Regions from separate parts of the Zea mays genome. Here region 1 is linked to region 2. The links are chromatin contacts, called in public Hi-C maps. All regions are on one chromosome and are shown on one strand. The core of a region is the stretch at or near the end of the contact, and the rest is flanking DNA. Distances in the headings are between cores, read along the strand shown. Region 1 holds the start of LOC100279147 (DEAD-box helicase family protein). Region 2 has its middle 190 kb from the start of LOC100278590.

Region 1 (6,326 bases), core at 3,344-5,843, 510 kb after region 2:
TAAGCAAAAGCCTGACCAAATGGAAGGTGTAGGAATGTAAAGATTTTTTAAAAAAAATCAGCCTTTAAGGACCACAATGCAATTAAACTAAGGCGTAAAGTTCTTTAGAAGAATCTCTAGCAAATCAGTGCAAACATGTTCATGAAGTTCAATAGAACTTCATAACATTTTTTAGAAATAACAGTATAAGGCAAAAGATAGGATTGCGTATGCCCTGAGAAAAACTCTACTGTGGCCCTAGAAAAATCTAGTAATAGGTCAATTCAAGCTTGATATCCAAGAGCTGTTCTCAGTAGGAAATTGCTTGCAAGCATGATATCCAAGAGCTGTCCTCACTAGGAAATTGCATAAGCAAACTTGTATCGAAGAGCTCTCCTCACTAGGATATTGCATAGGCAAGCTAGAGGTCAGGGTTGCTGCCAACCTGTCAACCACAAATGTGTCGTGTAAAAGAAATTGATATATGGCAAATAGGTGCGGAGAAGGAAGGATATGTTGATAAGAGAGTTTACAGTCAAGATTTGATGAGTAACAGATGATGTAAGCATACAATCAAAAGGCTGGACAAGCAACATAGAACCTCAAAAAAAATGGTGGCTTGGGTTATGTGTAAACACCGAAGGGGCTGCATGTTTAATGGTGCTTCCCTGCGTGCAACAGTGGTGGTGTGGGCTGTAAAGGACGAGGGAGCCCTACAGTCTGCAGCCAGGGCTAGCGACCTCTGAAACATTGACCTATCTCCATAGCCTTTAGGGGCTTAGGGCCATTCCTTTTCTTACTAGCGGCGTATCCGTCTTATGATGGATTGTGTCCTGCGTGAATGGTGTTGAAATTTTGGGTACTCTTTCTTAATAAAATGAAACATAGATCTCCTGTACATCAGAAAGGAATTAGTGCCAGATGCTGATAGGTATGCCAAAGGACTATCTTACAGGTGGAAAAGATGATAGAGGCAACAGGTCCTAGTTGAAGCAACTTTAAGAAAACGGGACACAAACATTAGCATGTAAGAAGGCCAACAAAATAGGTATTCTTTGTAAGATATAACAAACACCAACTACCACCATTTTGAACTTTTGAGAATGACACAAAAATGGTCTTTGTTCCACAATCTAAATAAGCCCAATTGATATGGACCAAACACAACAAAAAAGACAGATAGCTCAAAATTGGAATAGTCAAGATTGCTTGCCTGCTCGGTGTACCACAGGCAATATTTACTCGAGCATTAAGCATCGCCACCTGCATGAAAATTTTATAGTTTAAAAAAACTAAAGCCAAAACAGTAGGAATCTAAAATAATAGCAAAACTTACAGGTGGAAAAACACCGAAAAGAGTGTGGTATTATAGTTTACTGTAAACCCTGAATAATGCTTTAAGGAGCATTAGCTAGTTTTTATTATTTGTAAGAATAATAGTAAGGATATCTAAGACTTTAGTTATACAACAATTAGTATTAGAGTTATTTTAGTATGTGTTGAGACAGGTCCCATTTAAATAAATAGGATGGTGAATTATTGCACCTGAATTACACCTAATGGGTTATATAATAATGTGAATTCCTTGCTTATTGGATGTCATACATGAAAATAACTATGTGAGCAAAGTAAGAGAAAGGAATAAATAAACATAAAATACATATACATCATGCTGGAGTTTATCTGGTTGTGCACTTACTTCGAGGAATTAATTTTGAAGTCTGAACTTATTAGCTATTTGAATTGGGAAAATCAAAATCTAGAAAGAAAATTTTAATCTAGTCAATTATCCTTCCATAAGTAAACAATAAGAGGTAAAATAAACAATATTAAGGCAAACAGTAAAGAGTTATACTCACATTGGTATTTTATTATGTATTTGAAGTCTGAAGATCAAACAAGAATTTAAATTTAAGTTTGAAAATGGAAATAGAAAAGAAAAGAGAAGAAAAGGAAACAGAACAGAAAAAACGGATGAGCTACGCGCTGGGCCTAAAACCCCTTCCCTCGGCCCAACGCCTAGGCGTCCAGGCGGTGGTCCAACGCCTTGGCTCGCCTTACCGCTTTAAAAAATCATGCATGTTAATCACTGTGACATGCTCAGGTTAATTTGATGGGACCTAATAGGTTACCCTAGTATTGTTTATCCCACACCTTGCAAACTAATGAACTATTGATTAGACTTGCTATTGCTCTACCTGGTTTTGGGATTAATGCTATATTGAATTATGATCATGTTTCACTATTATTGCTGGTTTATTATTGTTCATGACAAAATCATTAAGTTAATTGGAACATGAAGCGACCATCCGTAAAAACAGTGCTAGCACAAGGATGGTATGGAACGCCCTTGGCTGACTAATTAGAAAAACTAGTGGAGGACTACCTTACCCGAAAGAGTCAAGGGCGGTAGGAGAGTTGCGGTATAGGGAGGTTCTCGAGTCGATTATGCTGCGATGGTTTTTCGGACGAGGGATTTCTATATCGCCCTTCTCAAAAACCGTAGCGGGTTTTCTAAAGCTAGTGTAACTTTGTAACGGCGTCGTAGTGCTACCCTGCCTCGTCTCCTCGGTAGAGATGTATGGGATTCATGACTCATGGCAAATGGGTAACACGACTTGTGGGTAAAGATGTGCAACCTCTGCAGAATGTAAAACTGGTATATCAGCCGTGCTCACGGTCATGAGCGGCTCGGACCCTCACATGAGTAATTTATAAAATTAAACTTAATTTGTCATATGCATTGCATTGTGGGTTTTGTTATTAATACTGATCTCTTATTTATTTGGGTTGGTATCTACTTATACTTAGTAACTGCTAATAAAATTTTGACCAACTTTAAAACAATGATCAGTTTTAACCATTTCAATTGTTAAGCCTTACACTTCACATGAGCATTATTGTAAGTGAGATCATGCACATTATTCCCCACAACTTGTTGAACAATGAACGTATGTGAGATCACCCTTGCTGTACTCACATCCCCTAAGGTCGTAAACAAGTATTGCTGGATAAGGAGCATAAAAGATGTCGCGATGAGTTCGTGAGAGATCTAGACCGTCGTCTCCCAGTTAACTATGGTTGCTGGATCATTGTCTTCGTACGATGTAATTATTTAACTATTTTGTACAGAACTCCATTATATTAAAAATGTGACATTCGTTTCTGTACCATGAGTCATCATATGTGTGAGACTTGATACTATCACACATTTAAAACGTGCCCAGGTTTGGCACTTAAATCCGGGTGTGACATTTACATTTGCACTGTTTTCAAAAATCAAAACCATGCATTTTCCAAAAAAAAACTCTTACATGGACCAAGCATATTCACGTTCTTTTAGTCAAATTATGGACCCAAAGAAATCAACCAAGACAAAAGTATTGATGGAAAATTATCTGATTTGTACCAGATTTACTGGGCTACCACTAGATTTTGTGAGTGGTATATGCAGATAGACAGTAGAGAAAAAATAATGTCCTTGCGAAAACAATATTTGTTGTACCGTAGAATTATGAGTTTAGTCACTTATAGATACAGCAAATCATTAAAGGAAACAATCCAATACTCTACAAAAGACATTTGTAGTGGTTGAAGTGGTAAAATTAACATTTTAGAAATTGCAATATACAAAGTATCGGCTGGGATTTTGATCATTGGACAAATATATTAAAATGGAACAGTTAAAATAAACCACACCAATTTTCAACTTCTGGGAAAATACAGACCTGCTCCTCCACTTTCAAGTGTTTGGCAAAGAGCTTTACTGGTCGGCATTCTTTAGTAAACATCTTCAAACCCCTACAACCAGTTGCTTCATTATCTAAAAGAATATGCAGTGCAAAACTGAAAACATGTTCTTGCACTTTGGAACAACAGATTCTACCTCAGTAGGTCTAAAGATCGCAAAGCAGATGAGCTGATAACCAGAAGTGTTGGGCTGCCCACGGCGATCTCACCATCGATGTGATTTCCCTCACAGAGCTCTTCCTTCCACGAAGAGCCGAACACCCCTTTTACATGATCACCGAAGCTCTCGACGTCCTGGGCTGCTCCCTCCGCAAGCTGCACCATGCAGCCCTCTGCAGTGAGTACAAACAGAAGAGGCCTTCAGGTAGTGTTCCACCAACTTGCATGCGAAACTCGATTTCAATTGAATCCAACGCGAGGATGAACGGGGTGCATACCTGAGTAGGAATCGAGTTCGAGAGGAGAGAGGCGCATCTTAGAGGCGCGCTCGAAGCTACGGAGGAGAAACTCGAGCTGCCGCGACGGCTGCATCAATGCCGACAGTAGGACCGTTGCCCCTGCGACGCCATCTCCGATGGTGGCGGCGATTTGGTCCGGCTCGGCGGGTTTTAGCCGCGACTTCTTCTCCTTTTGCTTATGCTTCTCTTTCTTCTTCTTCGCGTATGCCCGTTTGGGATCCGCGGATTTCTTCGCGATGATTTTGGAGGGCCCGTGCGGTTTCTTGCGCTTGCGGCCGGCGGCCGCTGCGGTCGGTTCCGGCGCCGGTGCCATTTTGGGGGTTCCGGTGTGTTGGCGTCTTGGCGAGGCCAGGTCGTTAGGGTTTTAGCCCGAGCTGCGGGCTTTGGGCCTGTTCCGCTCTAGATGTGAAAAGGTGTATCGTGAAGATTAGGTGAAGATAAGATAAAAAAATTCATATAATTTAGAACGTAGAAAGTAACAATTTTTTATAATCAGAACAACTCAATTGGTTCTGTGTTCACGCTGATTTTAAATGGTTTTGCTTAAAGTAATTATTATAGAAACATGTTGAAAAGCTGGTTGTTGGCAGTCTGGTGGCCAGAAGCTGAAAAAAGTTAAAACAAACGGTCCCTTTGTGTTGTGTTACACAAAATAAGCCCGAGAGGCCGAGACAAAGAGGGCAAGCATGTTTGTTCGGACTTTTTTTATGACGAGCTTATCTAGAAATTTAATTTTAGTTATAGAGAAAATATAGTTATAGAAAGAATTTGAATATCATGAGGATTACGTGGGAAAAAAGATAAACAAGTTTATAGAGTTTAGAAGGGCAGACATTTTTGTTCGGACTTTTTTCTCACGAGCTTCTCTAGAAATTTAGCTTTAGTTATAGAGAAAATCTGAATATCATGAGAATTACGTGGGAAAGAAGATTAAGAGGTTTATAGAGTTTAGAATCTAGAAAGTGACAGATTACTACTATTATGATGACTCAGTTGATTATGTGTTCACGTTGACTTTGAACGGTTTTTACCAAAGCTATTCTTATAAAAGTGGACTGAAAAAGCTGGACGTTTGCCAATCCGCAATAGCTTCTGGTGTCTAGAAGTACGAAAAAAGTTGAAACAAACTGGGGCCAAATAAAGGTTGGCTCGAATCTAGGTTGTGGTCAATGGTATATCGGGTTATTGTTTTATAGCCTCCAATGCGAAATGTATCACCTCGTCCACTCCTGGACCGGTGGTACTTACTTCTGGCAGCTCTCTAGAATTATATATTGTCCCCACAGACCAACACAGATCTTTGTACGCACTTTGTCCTCACTCATGTGCACCCGAGAAAACTTCCGAGTCGGTCACTCATCCCAAATTGCTCCAAGCCAAGAACGCTTAACTTGGAGGTTATTTTGAGATAGAATTTCGAAAAAGAAGATGCATTGATACGACCACGCCATTAAGCAACACGTTACAACCCCCAAGTCATACTACATCAACTCAAGTACAACCAACATCATCACCAACCCAAGTCTTTGATGGACCAATTACACGTAGCCGAGCTAAGAAGCTACAACAAGAGGTGCACGCGCTACTTTATGAATTTCAATTAAACACTAATGAGAACTCTATGCTACCTAAGTCATGTATGTTGATATTACTTAGGTTCACCAAAGAGGAAGGACAAAACATATCAAGGGCGAATCAGCAAGAAGAGCTATGTCCGAGTCAGTCCAGCGCTATAGAACCGTCTAGAAGAAACAGTCATATCTTTTGATTCCCAAAAGCTATGAAGGCGCATAAGTACTTTTTGGAAAGCTCTTGAAGTCCAGTTTCCAATGCTTCTAAAGCCGACTTAATCAAATCTACCAAAAAGGCAGCCAACCTACTTTAGTGCTGACTGGTCAGAAGGTCAACAGTCTGCTTGATGACCAAGTTTTCGTATTAAACTGCATCATTCTACGAAGTTTCATTAAGCATGCTATACATGGTGAGAAAGCTTATCAAGTTAGCTTTCCAACGCATCCAGCCCCACGTCATTTGGAGATTCCTAGGATAAGTTATTATCAAAATACTGAAGACTGCGCAGAAGTCAAACAGCCACGCGGAATTCAGCTCTGCAGATCTCCCCAAGAGGCTCCTTCACAT
Region 2 (6,386 bases), core at 1,046-3,545:
AGGGGACTCAAGCTGTTTCTCGAGTGCCTCTCCGTAAGGACTGGTTCGTTGGATGACCGCCCGGGAAAACAGTGCAACCATGAGGGTGGAATGGGACGCCCTTAGCTGAATAATTAGAGGAACTAGGGTGTAGTTCGCTTCGCCGTCGTGCTGTTAACGGGGCTCGGTGTATGTGGCTCGCTCTTCCAAGGTTGGTTCGCCCCTTGGGGAGGAGTGCGGTGCATTTAGGAAACCTAACGGGCGACTACAACCTCAGGGAATCTTTGTAAAGGCTACGTAGTGAAACACTGCCTATTCACCTTAGTAGTGTCTAAGGGTTTGATAGGCCAGAGGCAAGAGGGAATCGTGACTTGTGGGTAAAGTGCGCAACCTCTGCAGAGTGTTATGAAACTGATATATCAGTCATGCTTGCGGTTATGAGCGGCCAAGGGAGCTCCATTGATTAGAGATACTTGATCAGAGATGTTTGGTTTACAGGTGGTGATGAGGATGATGGTTTTGGTTATGACTATGGTAATGGTAAGTGGTATTCTTACCATTTGGAAAGGGTACATTGGGTTAATAACTTGGGTTAATGCTAAAACCTGGCTTGCTACTAGTAATAATAAACTAACCATCTAAAAGCAACTGCTTGATTTAACCCTACATGAAGATAGTCCACTACAGCCAAACGGGACATATTGTTGAGTATGTTGATGTGTACTCACCCTTGCTTTACACACCAAACCCCCCCTCCCCCAGGTTGTCCGCGTTGCAACCACTGCTCAGGTGAAGAAGAAGTCGTGGAGGAGGACTTCCAGGAGTTCCAAGAGTACGATGAATTCTAGGCGTGGGTTAGTGGCAAACCCTTAGTCGGCTGCCTGTGAAGGCCGTGTTTATCTATGTTTCTTTTCCGCACTTTGATAATTGTTAAAGACTATGTGGATGTCTCGGACATCATGATGTAACCGACTATTATACCTTCTCTTATGTTATTATTTGAGCACTGTGTGATGATGTCCAGTTATGTAACTGCTGTGTACGTGAATTGCTGATCCTGGCACGTACATGGTTCGCATTCGGTTTGCCTTCTAAAACCGGGTGTGACATAGGTGGTATCAAAGCCGTGCTAACTGTAGGACCGCTAACCTAGAGTAGAATGGTCGCTCTAAGGATTATAGACCCCTATTATCACCTTGACTTTGGTATCCCTTCAAAAGTTGGTCATATCGACCAAATCTATGTTCTACTATATATATTATACCTTGCTGAAAAATTTGTTTTATTCTAATTCCTAATTTTTTTATGGTTTACTTGCTGGTCATACTAGCTCTATTCTCACTCTTATGCTTACAGTGTCTTTTGTAGATGGCTCGTCTTAGACACACTGCACAGAAGTCAGTCATTCCTTTCTTGCCTTCTCGTCTCGCGGAGCGTCTTCTTCGCCGTCCGGTGACTGGTTAGTCTAGCCATTTGGAGAGGCTGCACCACCACCTGCCCGAGGAGCAGGAGCGTCGGCGATAGGAGCTGGAGCAGTAGGGCTCTTCTTTCTCGCTTCAGCAGGAGATAGAGTCTGTGAGGAGCTGCTCCCCTGTGCCCCCGCTGGAGGCGCCCCCTGCACCAGCACTCGCGTCCCGGCCACTGGACTAGCTGTTGGAGGAGACCCCGACGACGAAGGCGACGACAACAGCTCGAGCCACAACACCGACCTTTCAGAGGAGCAGGAGCCGGAGGGATGGGTTGCTCGACCCATCACTCGTGACACCGCTCGCGGGTGTCACTTCCACGATGCGCTCGACACCTTGCTATGCCAGGCACTTGACTGACGTACCTGGTTGTAACACCCTGAATTTGGGGGTATAAAATTTCTTTCCTAATATCCATCAAATTCAGGTGTTACTCTCTCTTTTCCTTATTTTTCTTTTGTTTTTCCTAAAGGGTGAAGAATTACTTCGTTTTATATCTATGTGTAAACCAAGTAAAATAAAATCCTAAAGGAGTTTTGATTGTTGTATCATGCTGGAACACATGAGTATTTTGTTTGAAGAGTGATTTTGTTGTGCATTCATTGAGAATTGTGAGTTGTGCTCAAGTTGGAAAGAAGTGGATAAAGAAAAGAAGAAGAAATAAAAAAGGGGGAAACAACCACCCCAGCCAGCACGACCCAGTCCCCCTCCCGCGGCCCAACCAACGCGCGTGGCCCACCTGGCGCAGTGTGCCTTCCCCCCCGCAGCCCAACGCGCCCGTCCCCGTATGCAGCCTCGCGCCCGCGGCCCAGCAGGCCAAACCCGCACGTCCCCCCTCTGCGCGCCAGCCCAGCAGCCACCCCAGCCAGCCCACGCGCGCCAGCGGCCCACCCGGCGCAGCGCGCCCCTCCCCCTAAACCCTAGAGCCCGCGCCGCCGCATTTCCCAGCCACGCATGTCGCCGGGCGCACCTGTCAATCGCACGAGCGTCGCCCACTGTTCATCTTCTCAAACTGCTCCATCCGCCAAACATGCCCCCACGCCCGCACTATTCCACCTTCTCCCCCCTCTCTCCCTTGTTTCTCCCTCGCCGGTTCCATTGGGGGACCTTGCGAGCTTGGCGCAGTGGCTGGCGGCCAGGGCGCGACGGCCGGCGGTGTGGCCCAGCCAGCTGCCCCTGCTCCACCCCAGGCGTGGCCAGCCAACGCGGCAGCACGCCCGGCGTGGCCAGCCGGCGCGAGCGCGCGCGAGCTCGGCACAGCCAGTGCGGTGGCCAGCCAACGCGACAGCACGCCCAGCACAGCGCGCAGTGCGTGGCCAGCCCGCCGCGACGCGCTCGCAGCGGCGGCCCGCGGCTTGCCCTGTGCGGTAGCCTGCGTGGCCAGCCTGCGCGGCAGCCTGCCCGGAGCGCAACTCGGTGCGGCCTTCCGTGGCCCTGCGCGCCCTAGCGCAGTGCCTTTGCCCAGGCGTGCTCCCCTGCCGGTGTAGCCAGCGGCCCCCACCCAGTGCGACGTGCGCGTGTGCCCGCCCGTCGCACCTTTTCCCGTCGGGCTCGTCCTGCCGGAGCATCGCCATCCCCGTCGAGCTTGTCGTCGCGCTTGCCTCGTCATCGCCGCGCACTCGCCGTCTGGAGCTCGCCATCGCCGTTGGCTGAATACCCGTCCTCGTTGTGCGACGTCCCGAGGTGAGAATGGAGGATCGTCTACCCCCTACGTGTCCATAACCCCGCCATCGCATCCATCATTTGTTCGTGCGTCAAACATGTTGCCTATCCGCGCCATCGCGCGTGCTACCTCGCGCGTAGCGTGCTCATCGCTCTCGTGCGTTGCACGTCTCGTCGCGCTTCACTAAACCATCCCACCTAGAATCGCTCGTGCTAATTAACGACATATTAAAATGGTGATTATTCGAGTACCAACACAATCAAAGTTAAGTAATGATTTTATTGGTGCTTACAACAATTGCTTGCTATTATGGCTAAGTCAAATACAATATCATAATCAATATTCGCGTAGCGTGTTTTAAGTCAGCGCGTGCCATTCGCGCGCATCGTGCGTGTCGTTCACACGTGTCGACGCGCGTTGTCGCATGTGCCGTTTCGCGCACCTTGTTTAGCGGGTTGCGTGTCCTGTCACGCGGCAATAAACTATTTCGTATAGAATCACTCACGTTAATTAATTTACGTGATTGAATGATGATTAACCGAGTGTTTAACCAATCAGAACTAAGTGTTAATTCTATCGAGACATGTGATAAATACCTGTTATAGCGGTTATGCCAGTTTCAGTGTTGCATTTAATATTTGTTTAGTATAAATACAACATAGATTAGTAGTTTTCGCATGTCACACGCTATTTGCGCATCGCCGTTACTTGTTCGCGCGTTTGCGCCGCGCGTCTTGTACGTGTATCGTCGCGTGTTGTTCGCGCGCATCATCTCGCGTCCTTTGCTCATGGTAACACATGGCCGCGCGCGCTTTCCGCGTGCTCCTTTGCACGTGGCCGCGCGCGCTTTCCGCGTGTGGTGCTCATGGTCGTCGTGTCGCATGCAGTCGTGCCGTTTCGCGCATCATAAACTCGCCTCGCTTAGAATTTCTCGTGCTAACTATATTACTTATTTATTTGACAGCTGTTAGTGTAGCAAATTAACCAAAACTTAATAGCAGTTATAATTTAGGTTTGATAATGTTATGATTAATATTTGTTTAGCGTAAATGCGCTAACTTCTCGACCGTAGCTCCGATTATCGCGTTTCTTTTCCTTGCGTGACCATAATAGCGAGCTCTATTTTGTTTTGTAAATTTTATTATGTTTTTATTTGAATGGTGTAATATTCTTATGCATATACATATGTCTATTTTTTGTGCCTGTTGGTATTCGCTATGTAACGCGAATAGAATGCGATCTGTTTTCGAGCTTCGAGGAATGACGATCAAGCTTTGACGACCAAGTGAACGAACTCTTTGAGTTCTACGAGATCGAAGACCCTGAGCATCTGTTTGGTGAAGGCAAGTGTCCTCTGACCCATTATATCCCATTTACTTTATAATTCACTGTCCCGCATACTATGAACAACATAAGGATTGACTAGCTTTCTATTTACCTTGTCCTTGATTACCTTTTGGGTTACTATGGTTAGCTTCATGCTAGCGCTTTACTTTAATCAATGAACATGATGAGATACAATGATGATATTATGGTTTTTTTCTGGATATGATGATATACTTGTGTCATTTAAGGGGACTCGAGCGGTTTCTCGAGTGCCTCTCCGTAAGGACCTGTTCGTTGGATGACCGCCCAGGAAAACAGTGCAACCATGAGGGTGGAATGGGACGCCCTTAGCTGAATAATTAGAGGAACTGGGGTGTAGTTCGCTTCGCTGTCGTGCCTGTTGGGGGCCTTCGTCTTCCGAAGGTCCTCAAAAACATGATTAACAATGTTTCCCAAGCATAATATATGTATAGGAACCTTCGGACTCAGGATGAAGTTGTACACAATATGGAAAGCAGGATCGGAACGAAGGTTGAACCAGCGCCGAAGCTACGCGCAAGGATGCTTCGGCTCAGTAGCAGAAAGAGGAACCAACTTAAGAAGGAAAAGGCTATCTAGTCCTCGATAGATTGTTATTAAGTTAATAGTGTCAATAGTGAATATGAAGGGCATGAATGTAATTTTGCGCATGCTGCGTCCTGTGCCTATAAATAGATGAACAGTACCCCCATACTGTTCACGCTGACTTGTACTCGCTAGTGCGTCACGCTTGTATCTTTGCCTTCTGTCAAGCCGAAGGTACAAATGTAACTCAATGTTTTTCTTATTCATTCATGATTATATAATAAAAGATATATTAACAGTGTCATATGATTATTCATGTTATTTCTCATGTTTCATATGCTTCATCTTTCATTAATATATGCTGTGATGATGAAGGTACGTCCTTCATGACCTTCGTCCGAAGATCGTTATATCCTTAGGGAAATAATGCTTCGAAGGACGAAGGGCATTAACCATTAACCTATTTTGTGTTGCCTTGTTCTTTATTCATAGCATTTGAGAACAAGTCCCCAACATTGGCGCCCACCTCCGGTGTACTCACTTCCACAACCTTCAGCAAAGCATCAACCTTCATCATGTCGCCGAAGAAGATAACAGCGCCAGGGGTTGTACTGCAGCCACTGGACGCAAACCAAGACACTCTCTCTTTGAGAGGCCAGAAGCCAAAAGAGGAAGGCCACCAGTCCAACACTTCAGGAAGAAGAGTTGGACCAGGATATCAGAGACCTAGAAATCATTCACCAGCAGGTGCAAAGGAAAAAAGAGAAGATGGCTCGGCTGGCCGACCTCCAGAAGAAGATCGACGAAGCCACTGAGGAAGTGCGTCATCTTACTCAAGATGATCACGACCGAAGGCCCAAACACCGGGAGCTTCATCAGGAGGGCTCATTCAACAAAGATGAATGGTACGATGATTTTAATCAAGGTACCTTTGCTTTTGATGATGCTTCTCCTCTGGCAGCAGAATTGCAGGCTATCCCATGGCCACAATCCTACAAGCCACCCCAGCTACCCATGTACGATGGGCACTCGGACACAAAGCAATTCTTGATGAGCTATGAGGCAACAATATCCTCATACGGAGGCAACACATCTGTCATGGCAAAGTCCTTCGTCATGGCAGTCCGAAACGTGGCCCAGACATGGTATTCTTCCCTTCGGCCAGGGACAATCACGTCATGGCAGAAGCTCAAGGACATGCTGGTTACCAGTTTTCAAGGCTTTCAGATGAAGCCAGTCATAGCTCAGGCCTTGTTCTAGTGCACACAAGACCAGGAGGAATACCTTCAGAAGTATGTCCGAAGGTTCTTGCGACTGAGAGCACAAGAGCCCATAGTGCCCAATGAAATTGTCATTGAGGCCATGATCAAGGGTCTTCGGCCAGGACC

Evidence for each region. Hi-C and Micro-C count contacts between places; a contact is called where the count stands out from the background.
Region 1: a contact with region 2 is called in a Hi-C map of ear, with 4 times the contacts expected there. The contact joins the promoter of LOC100279147 here to the enhancer-like site in region 2. A contact is called at or near these places in 3 of 25 Hi-C or Micro-C datasets (ear, endosperm and tassel).

Annotation. Positions count from the first base shown.
Region 1 is chr2:82,030,276-82,036,601 of Zm-B73-REFERENCE-NAM-5.0, forward strand. LOC100279147 (DEAD-box helicase family protein) reads right to left here and starts at 4,594. Exons shown (of 6, transcript NM_001152182.1): 1 at 4,167-4,594; 2 at 3,866-4,061; 3 at 3,708-3,780; 4 at 1,193-1,242. The coding sequence starts at 4,500.
Region 2 is chr2:81,520,341-81,526,726 of Zm-B73-REFERENCE-NAM-5.0, forward strand. No RefSeq gene overlaps it. Among protein-coding and RNA genes, the nearest start is that of LOC100278590, 190 kb to the right of the region's middle. Within about 2 kb of position 2,296, at least 18 of the 20 cell types and tissues checked have an H3K27ac peak or open chromatin away from gene starts, as enhancers often do. A contact at or near this core is called in ear and tassel, where this site is marked.